Regions from separate parts of the Rattus norvegicus genome. Here region 2 is linked to region 1. A link is a contact called in public Hi-C data. All regions are on one chromosome and are shown on one strand. Each heading gives the region's core, a stretch centred on a gene start, on an enhancer-like site or on the middle of the called end of the contact. The rest is flanking DNA. Distances are from core to core; before and after follow the strand shown.

Evidence for each region. Hi-C and Micro-C count contacts between places; a contact is called where the count stands out from the background.
Region 2: a Hi-C map of liver shows a contact between it and region 1, with 2.6 times the contacts expected there. The contact joins two enhancer-like sites. A contact is called at or near these places in 3 of 12 Hi-C or Micro-C datasets (liver and psoas muscle).

The regions. Positions count from the first base shown.
Region 1 is chr1:138,911,540-138,915,858 of GRCr8, reverse strand. The region is part of intron 8 of Akap13 (A-kinase anchoring protein 13); the gene reads right to left. Among named protein-coding and RNA genes, the nearest start is that of Fam24al1, 150 kb to the left of the region's middle. Within about 2 kb of position 1,683, at least 21 of the 93 cell types and tissues checked have an H3K27ac peak or open chromatin away from gene starts, as enhancers often do. A contact at or near this core is called in liver, where this site is marked.
Region 2 is chr1:138,987,694-138,992,203 of GRCr8, reverse strand. It overlaps Akap13 (A-kinase anchoring protein 13), which reads right to left. Exons shown (of 38, transcript NM_001106271.3): 19 at 27-94. Among named protein-coding and RNA genes, the nearest start is that of Fam24al1, 75 kb to the left of the region's middle. Within about 2 kb of position 1,718, at least 39 of the 93 cell types and tissues checked have an H3K27ac peak or open chromatin away from gene starts, as enhancers often do. A contact at or near this core is called in liver, where this site is marked.

The sequences.
Region 1 (4,319 bases), core at 434-2,933:
CATGGGGTCCAAGGAAATGAACTCAGGTCATCAGACTTGGGAGGAAGCACTTTCCCCAGGCTAACCCATCATATTGCCCTTGATTAAGCAGTCTTGAGAGAGTACTATCTGTTGGCTAAAAGTCAACCGAGCCTTGAGTAATAGGTTTTTAAAATATAGGACAATTAGTAAAATTTCTAGTTTTACTGCTGCTCCCTATCTAGTCTAACTCTTTAGATGGGGAAGTGAGACACTATTTACGCCGTTTAGCAATGTCTTTGGTTATAAACCTCATCTGAAATCAGATGCTAAAGTCTGTATCTTCAGATCATTACAAACTATATTTACTGCTGCCTTTTAATTCCCCAGCAGTGTTCCTTTGAGGCCTGATCATGAGGGCATCACACAAGACAGTCTAGCACTGGCCAAAACAAAGAAAAACCTACTCTTTCTACCTCTTACCCCCATCCCTCTCAGTGGTAATGGTGACAAGAATTTCTTCTCAGATGAAGACATCTGGCTTTAGTAATTATCAACTTTTATTTCAACAAAACAAGCACAAGCAATACATTCATTCCCACTCCATTTCCCCTCTACGGTATTAATAGTAAAGGAGCATGTATTCTCCACACTTTCAGTAGTCCTTGCCTATGCATTCCACAACAGTCCTCTGTCTCTCTGTGTGTACCACAAGCTTCACTGTCCACATTCTTCACTGCATCTTGCTTTCCACTATTCTGCAAGGTAAGTGTATAAAAGGCTGGTGTCTTCAAGTTCCAAGATTATGATGCAGTTCACTCTACTTTAATTCCCCAGCTCATTTTAACTTCTAGGATCCTCCCTTCTTTCTTGTATGCCTTTACCAAATCTACGAACTCAGCTTTCTTTGTCCATAGTCAGTCATTCCTACAGCTCTTCTTTGAAGTACTATGGCATTGACTCTATGGTGGCTTCCCCTATAATCATGGGTACTGCCTGCTCGATCTACCACTAAGTAGAAGATGAGCACTTTAAAAGCAACAGCATTTAATTTTTCCCTATAGTGCCCAACGCACTTTAAGGCACATAGGCCAGAGATCTTTGTTCACTACTATATTCCCTTAAGAGCTGCCCAAATTCAGTTATTAAACAATGGGAGAAAAAATTGTCAGGGCCGGGGCTTGAAAGATGACTCTGACTCCGAAGGTAAAAGCACATGCCTCACAAGCTGGCCAACCTGAGTTTGGAGCCCTAGAATTCACATAAAAGCTAGTCATGGAGTGCAAGTATCTGTAATCCTCATGACCCTGTATGGGGAAATGGGAGGTGGAAAAAGAGACTGTGCAGAGCTTGTGGGCACACACGTGCATGTGCAGGTGTTTTCAGTTTTATCCTGACTTTAACTAACAGACACACACACACACACACATACACACACACACACACACATACACACACACACACACACACACACGTACGTACGTCTGTGCTAGCATAAACAAATGAAAAGTTTAAGTTTGAAAGGTAAGTCCTGGACAGTTAACCCTTCCCCCAAAATAAAAACTTCTAAATTACCTAAGTTTAGGAAAAACTGAATCCCAATACAAAATCAGTGTGTATTACTTAAGGAAATGACTTGTTCCTTTGATTTTTCTCTTCACAGCAAGAAGAAGTAACTCTGGTATAGTCATTCCGTAAGAGAAGCCAAGAAATGACTCAGCTTCCCATGGAGGACCTTCCTCATCACTCCCAGCGAACTCACCACGGTACAGTCATGCTTTCCAGAGTGCAGAGGTACAGTGTGCTCTTTTTATCAAGGTTCAAGGCACAGAGCAAACAGAAAAGTCCTCTATGGGAGAAACGACAACAAAATTACACTGTACGACTTTGCTGTCAGGTTTATTCAGCATTTATGCGTCCCCCAAACAAAAACTGATTCTCACGCTGGAAATGATCCAACCATCTCCTCCCTGCAGACCAGCGTTCATAATCCTGGGAGATACTTTCAAAGGGGCCAAGGGAGGAAAGCAACCGACAGCCTTGCCCAGCTGTGACATTTATGATTCACAACAAACAAAGGCCAGCAAGGCACCTTCAGCGAAGCCACCAGCTGTTTAACTGGACTTAAAGGCAGCTCAATAAGAAGGAAAGAAAGCACGCCTGTACTGTAAATCTAGTTGACTATCCAGGACTAGTGAGGTCACAGATCTTGGAGGGGAACCTACTACTGTCATTTTCCTAAAGTCAATACAGTCCCAACTGCATTGTAAATACTCACTTGGATTCCCCTCAGATAACTGTAGCTCTCACTGGCCATCAGAGGACCCCAACCCCCCACAGACAAAGACCATTACAGAAAGCTACAATTGTCAATATTCTGAGAATAATTTACTGGTGTGTGGTGCTGTACTGGCTGTTTTTGTGTCAACCTGACACAAGCTAGAGTCAGCAGGAGGAAGGAGCGTCAGTTGAGGAAATGTTTCCATGAGATCCAGCTGTAAGACATTTTCTCAATTAGTGATCAAGGGGGGCAGGCCCAGGCTATTGTGGGTTCTATAAGAACGCAGGCTGAGCAAGCCAGTTAGCAACACCACTTCATGGCCTCTGCATGGGCTCCACCTCCAAGATCCTGCCTTGTTTGAGTTCCTGTCCTGGCTTCCTTCAAAAATGAACAGCAATAAAGACTTGTAAGCCATATAAATAAACTCTTTTCACCCTAATTTGCTGTTTGGACGTGGTGCTTTGCTGCAGCAATAGAAACCCTAACTAACAGAGGTGCCTAACTTAAATGGAAACATCTACAAGGCAACTGCACACCCAGGACTCAGGGAACATTGTGGCAGAAAGACTGTAAGCCTGAGGACCAGGAAGTCTGCTGAGTATGTCTTGTGATAGGAGGGTTGCACCCATAAAATATCAACAACACGTTGCCTAGACAACACCACAACAATGAAAACACCAAGTGACATGCTAAGGTGGACAGGAGAAATCACATGGGGCTCCAATCTTAGATGGAAATTCACTGGCGAGTAACAACTGTTTAGACAGGGCCCCCTAAATAAATAGTTATCCAACGCCAACTTAAGCGTATGTATGCTTAACCCTGAAATACAAGCAACCCTAAACTGACTCTGCAGGTTTTATTTGAGGCCATGATTTGGGGGAAGGGGTTTGGAAGAGGCTGGAGGGAAGAAAAAGATGAGGAACATGATGTAACTATTTCCATAATTGTATCCAATCAAAACAGGTACACTTCTATGTTCTGGAAAATGTTCAAGAGGTAACAAAACTTAATGTCATAATGAACCTTCCGACTGTACATGGGAGGTTGCTAAACAAACACATACTAAAAGGGGAAGCCAGGTGTGGTGGGACCTACCTAACGCTCAGCACAGGTAGGTAGTGACACAAGGGACCACAAGTTTAAGGCCAGCATAAGCTGCATAAAAAATCTGAGCTCAGTTTGGGCTATATGAGTCCTTGTCTTAAAAAAAAAAATCAATCAACTAGCTAAAGAGTGGATAATGACCATCAACTGAAATACATCCAGGCACTCCTAACACGCCAGAGGAAACACAGGAATGACCCAGCAACTCAGCTAGTCTGTTAGGCTAGAATGGGACACGCTGAATGCTAAAGCCAGATTACCTTGAGTAAATTATGGCTTCTCATCTATAAAATGGGAATAAAACTAATAAAGCCAGCTATAAAAGAAGCTGTGAGAAATATATGGATTAATGTATGCCAAGTATTTATACCACTGTTTGGCATATTATATTAGTTGCTGCAATTCTTATTTCTGACTATTGTTGTGCTTTTGTCTTATCAAAAAAATATTTTAAGCCAGCCTTTAAGGAGACATATGTGCTAAAACAGCGAGTTATGACAAATCCCTAAAAATTAGAATTAAAGGAACAAAACATTTGTGATGGATAAAGCTTGGCTGTCTACTTGACTACATCTAGATTTAACTAAAACTAAGCAAAAATATTTTTCTTGATTGGTTGAATTGTTTGAAGTGGGAGATTATTTGAAGTCTGAAGATCAACCCTAAGTCTGGGTCACCCTTTCTAGTGGCAGTCCACATAAAAGGACATGGAAGAAGGAAGCTTTTGCTTTTTGCCTGCTTGTCCTCGCTCTCACTGGCAAGTTCATCTGTCCCACTGCTATGGTACTGCTTCACTGGTGTTAAAACCTACTTCTTCAGAAGTCCAAGGTAGCCTGCAGGCCAACAGCCCTCTTAGGACTGAACAACTATCAGATCTTTGGCCTTTCCATCAAGAGACAGCCAAAGCTGGATTACTCAGGCCACAGCTTGTATACTACTCTAATATAAAGTCCATATGGGTATGTGTTTTCTC
Region 2 (4,510 bases), core at 469-2,968, 76 kb before region 1:
TATTCTAATAGCTAGAAATATCTTACCTTCATTTTGACCTTTGCACAGGAGGCTAAATTTTCTCTGCAGCCTTTGTGGACAAAAGCACCACAACCTGGAAAGGAAGCAGAGGGAAGGTCACAACAAGAAAACTAATAGACCCTGGACTCTGATACTCACTACTGCTACAAGGAGGTGACAGACTGACACCCACACCCACACATGACACACACACAGACACACATATGGAAAAAAAACCCCAACCAAACCTCAAAACAGTACACCAACAGTACATTTTATAGTTCTTGACTAGAAAGCAGATGTATTTGTGATTAATCAAAAGTCAGGAATTTATTAGACAGGAAACCTGAGAGGCTATCAAAACTAAAATTTAAATGTCTTCAATCAAGATATGTCTACAGGGCCCAGAAAACTTTGAGCTGAACTAACCTGTAATTCTCCTCTCTCAGGAGGAGGTATCAGAAAAAACCATGTAAACAAAGGAAGAAAGCATCCACAGTCCTACCAAGCTATGGTGCCTACGAACCACAGTGCCCAGCATGGTGTGATAATCAGACAGTAGGAGTAACCAACAGTTCACTATGTGGAGTCACCAAGATGCAAACCTAGCCAATTACAGCTCTTGAAGTCACGGATCTTGGGGGAGAATCTACAACCACCACTTAGCTATACTAGCAAAATCCCTATGTTCTAAATATTTGCCTTTACACTTTTAGGTTAGTGCAGTCCTTAACCCTCATCGAGGAAGAGACAGAGGTCATTACAGAAAACTATAACCAATCAAAATGCAGAGTTGTGGAGCTCAGTTCCAATGGATACATTTACAAAACAACTCCCATACCTAAGGCAAAGGAACACTGCCCAAGATGGGGTGAAAAGATTCTAATAGTCTGAAGATCAGGGAATTTGTCATGAGATTGTATCTCCTAGGATGTCAGAAGATATACTCAAAAAAATCTCACCAACATGAGTTGAAAAAGGACAACAATAATAAATAAGCTACACAAAATAATATGTATTTTATGTAGAGGGGTTCAACTCTACAAAAAAAGAGCTATAGGTAACTAAGGAATGCTGAGATCTAAGGAAGAGCATATTGCCTGGTTAACCAATACCAAATGGTCAAACATGAAAGCATACATACAAGTAACATTACTGAGCAGGCTGTACCTATATGTTTACAAGCATGCACGATGCATGTGAGTACATCTTTAAGAACAATTATTAAGAAAAGAGGCCATGAATTTGAAAAAGGAAGGGTATGTCAAAGAGTTAGGAGTTTGGAAAGTGAAGAAGGACATCACATTTCTTTTATCTCAAAAGATAAAAGAAATAATGAAAAATGTTTAAATTATAAGAAAACTTATCAAGCTACTAAAAGGAGTTGTTAAAATTTCAGGACAAGGACCTAAAGATTTACCAGCTCATGCCTTTCTCGAGGTCTCAAATATTCTGAGCTTTTGTACCCAACTCTCTGAGTGAGAAGCCATGTGAGAAAGATAACTAACTACGACTCTCTCAAACCACCCCTGGGAGTCCTGACTCGGGAGAATGTGGGAGATTTCCTGAGACAAACCAGATTCAAATTTACCAATGACACATTTTATCTCAGAGTATTTTTAATTTTCCATTCCCGTGGCCTCCAAGGGCCGATGATGTCAAAACCACGCTCTCTGTGCCCCAGAAAGGTCATCAGCTCTTCCTGCTGCAATGAAGTCATAAAAACAGGTTGTGCCAAGAGGCCAGAGGCAAAGCACAAACAAGCAAGAGCTCTGTCTTTGGGGACAGCTGTGAGGCGTGTGTCTCCTGGGAAAGGCTCACTCAGGAAATCAGACAGCACTGCACTAGGTACCGCTGCTGCAGGGAGGACCACAGGCCTTGTTCTAGCCCACAAGGTCAAGATGTTCCTGGACTTGGAGGCTCGGACCCATGTATGGACTGCACATAAGAGGAACTTGCTGCTGTAAGGGGCCTGCCAGATATCTGGATCCTGAAGGCCTTCCCCATTTCTGCAGTAGTTGTTACTGTAATGTCTGCTTGCTTCCCAGGTCTCTTCCTGACCACTAGCAGTCAGTCAGCACTGGGATTTTCTGAGGTTTTCCTCCTGTTCTGAGGATCTTGTACTCTCTAGTGCAGTGCGTGGGTCATGATTATCTATTCAAATGTCTATGTATGTGTAGACCCACAGCCCACTGTCTGAGCCAAATGCCCTGACATAACCTTCGTGACTACATCTGAAAGTTACTGCATCAACTTACTAACAAGTAAAAGAAAACAGAACACACAGCAGGCAAACCAAACTTAATTTAGGTCTAATTCTGATTACCACCATGAGCCCAGAATAAGTTCCTTCTCCTCAAGCTTTGGTTTCCATATCTAAAAAACCAAAAAGAACCGCATTCCTCATTTTAAGTACTGTGAAGATATGGCAACAAAGAAACTCATCCCCTAAAATCAACACAATTACTTTGGAAAGTTGTTTAACAACATCTAATGAGGCTCAGTGTATGCCAGCTTTATGAATTACCACTGAGTCTAGTGCCATACACAAGGACCCAAGGATGCCCTTGTGGCACTGTCTGAGACAAAGTGGAAATAATCCCATATCCTAAGAAGCAGAACAGCTTGATGTGTGTAAGAAAGTACCACAGAGGAGCTAAATGCCAGTATCTATATCTATGTGTTCAGTATTTCAATTCTCTACAATAGAACATTGGGGAGAATAAAGCAAATTGCAAAGTAAGATGCAAAACAACTAAACTTTGTTCATATGAGGGAATTATAAGCCAAATGCTTATTTGAAGGGAAGAAGGAAGACTGACATAGGGAAACAAATTCAATTTTAACTGTGAAGCTGCATTTCTTTAAAAATGACAGATGAAGCACTCTATCAAAACATTACACACCTTTCCTTCCTTCCTTTCTTTCCTGTGGTGACAGAGATCAAATACAGAGCCTCATACAGTCTAGGCAAGCACTCTATCATTGAACTATATTTTTACATTTTAAGTTGGGGTCCAACAAGTTCCTACTGCTATTACATTGTCTATGTATAGTATCTGTATTAATAGCTTTTACATAAAAAACTATCAAACTTTATTATTCCCAGAAGCTCCTGAGATTCCCTTATCCTTTGAAAATAGTAATTTACCACATTTGTGATACATTATACTGAAATACTAATTTCAGTATCACAGTTACAAAATGTATCCTTTCTTTTATTTAACTCTGATGGTCATATCCGGGACGTTGATGGGCAGGCAATGAGAGGATATGGGTTTGAGAACTTGACACTAATTCTGACCTGTAAATGTGACAAACTAAAACAGTCCTGACCAAAACCACTTCCAAGCTGGGCCTCTTCTGTTCCTTTCCTCCTAGATTCAACAACCCTCAGAAGGTTTAGTAGTGCTGCTTCTTAGGGGGAGGGGCACTGTTACTTTTAAACAGACATTGGCAGGTCTCATGTTCTAGGGACACTGTTTGAGATCTAAGAACAATTCTACTTCATGAGACACAAAAGTAGAAATAACATCTTGAATGTGCTTTCAATAGAACTTTCACAGTCTTTAAATCCACAACCTAGCTGAAATTTTTATTATGCCCAGGATTACAGCCACAAGTCACAGTGATAAGTAACTCACATGGCTGTCTGTTTACCACACTGAAGCACCTACTTGAAAAACACTAAACTCATCGCGAGGAGTCCTGGACTCAACACATGATGCTTTTAGTACTAGGTGTGAGTGGATTTGAAATGGCTAGCTCCAGGGACACCAGCCACAGTCATGGATTTACAACTGTATCATCACAAGAAGTGAAGGTGAGTCTAATATATTTTTAAGTACACTGCCACAAACCATGCCGTATTGTCAGGAAGACCAAAGAAAACATACCCAGGCGCTCCTGAGAAGCTGGAACCCACACTTGCCTATAGACTGCCCTTTGCTAAGTACTTTTCTCTCTCAACGGTTGTGCTTAAATCCGTGCTAAACCTTTTTTTTCCTTTCCTCTCCTTTTAAACGAACTTCAACATTTGTTAAATGTTCATAACAAAGAAAAAGCTGATTTGGTCTTCTTTATATTTAAAACAGTGCCTAAGAGCAGTAAGTGGAATGATTTCATTATTTCAAAATTCTACAAAAAGTCACAAAGTACAGTGGTTGTGGTTCATAGGTTAGAGCTGACCCTTAATAGCATTTCTATGAAATTAAAAGCAATAGCTCAGTCTGCATCCACCAATCCATTTATTTATCCCCTCCCTATCTTCTCTTACATGGAGACATCTAACAAAAGAAAATGGGGCAAACTTTTATGCCTGGCAATGATTTTTTTTGGGGGGAGGTGTCATATCATGCATGATAGATCTTTGGGAAAACTTATATATCATGCACTTTTGTCAGCAGAAAATCTGTCATACGCAGCCGGACTTTTGAAGAAAGGATTATTAAAGCACTTTAGTGCATTGTTTTGTCTACCAGCAGCAAAAATCTATGTGGGGACATACGGG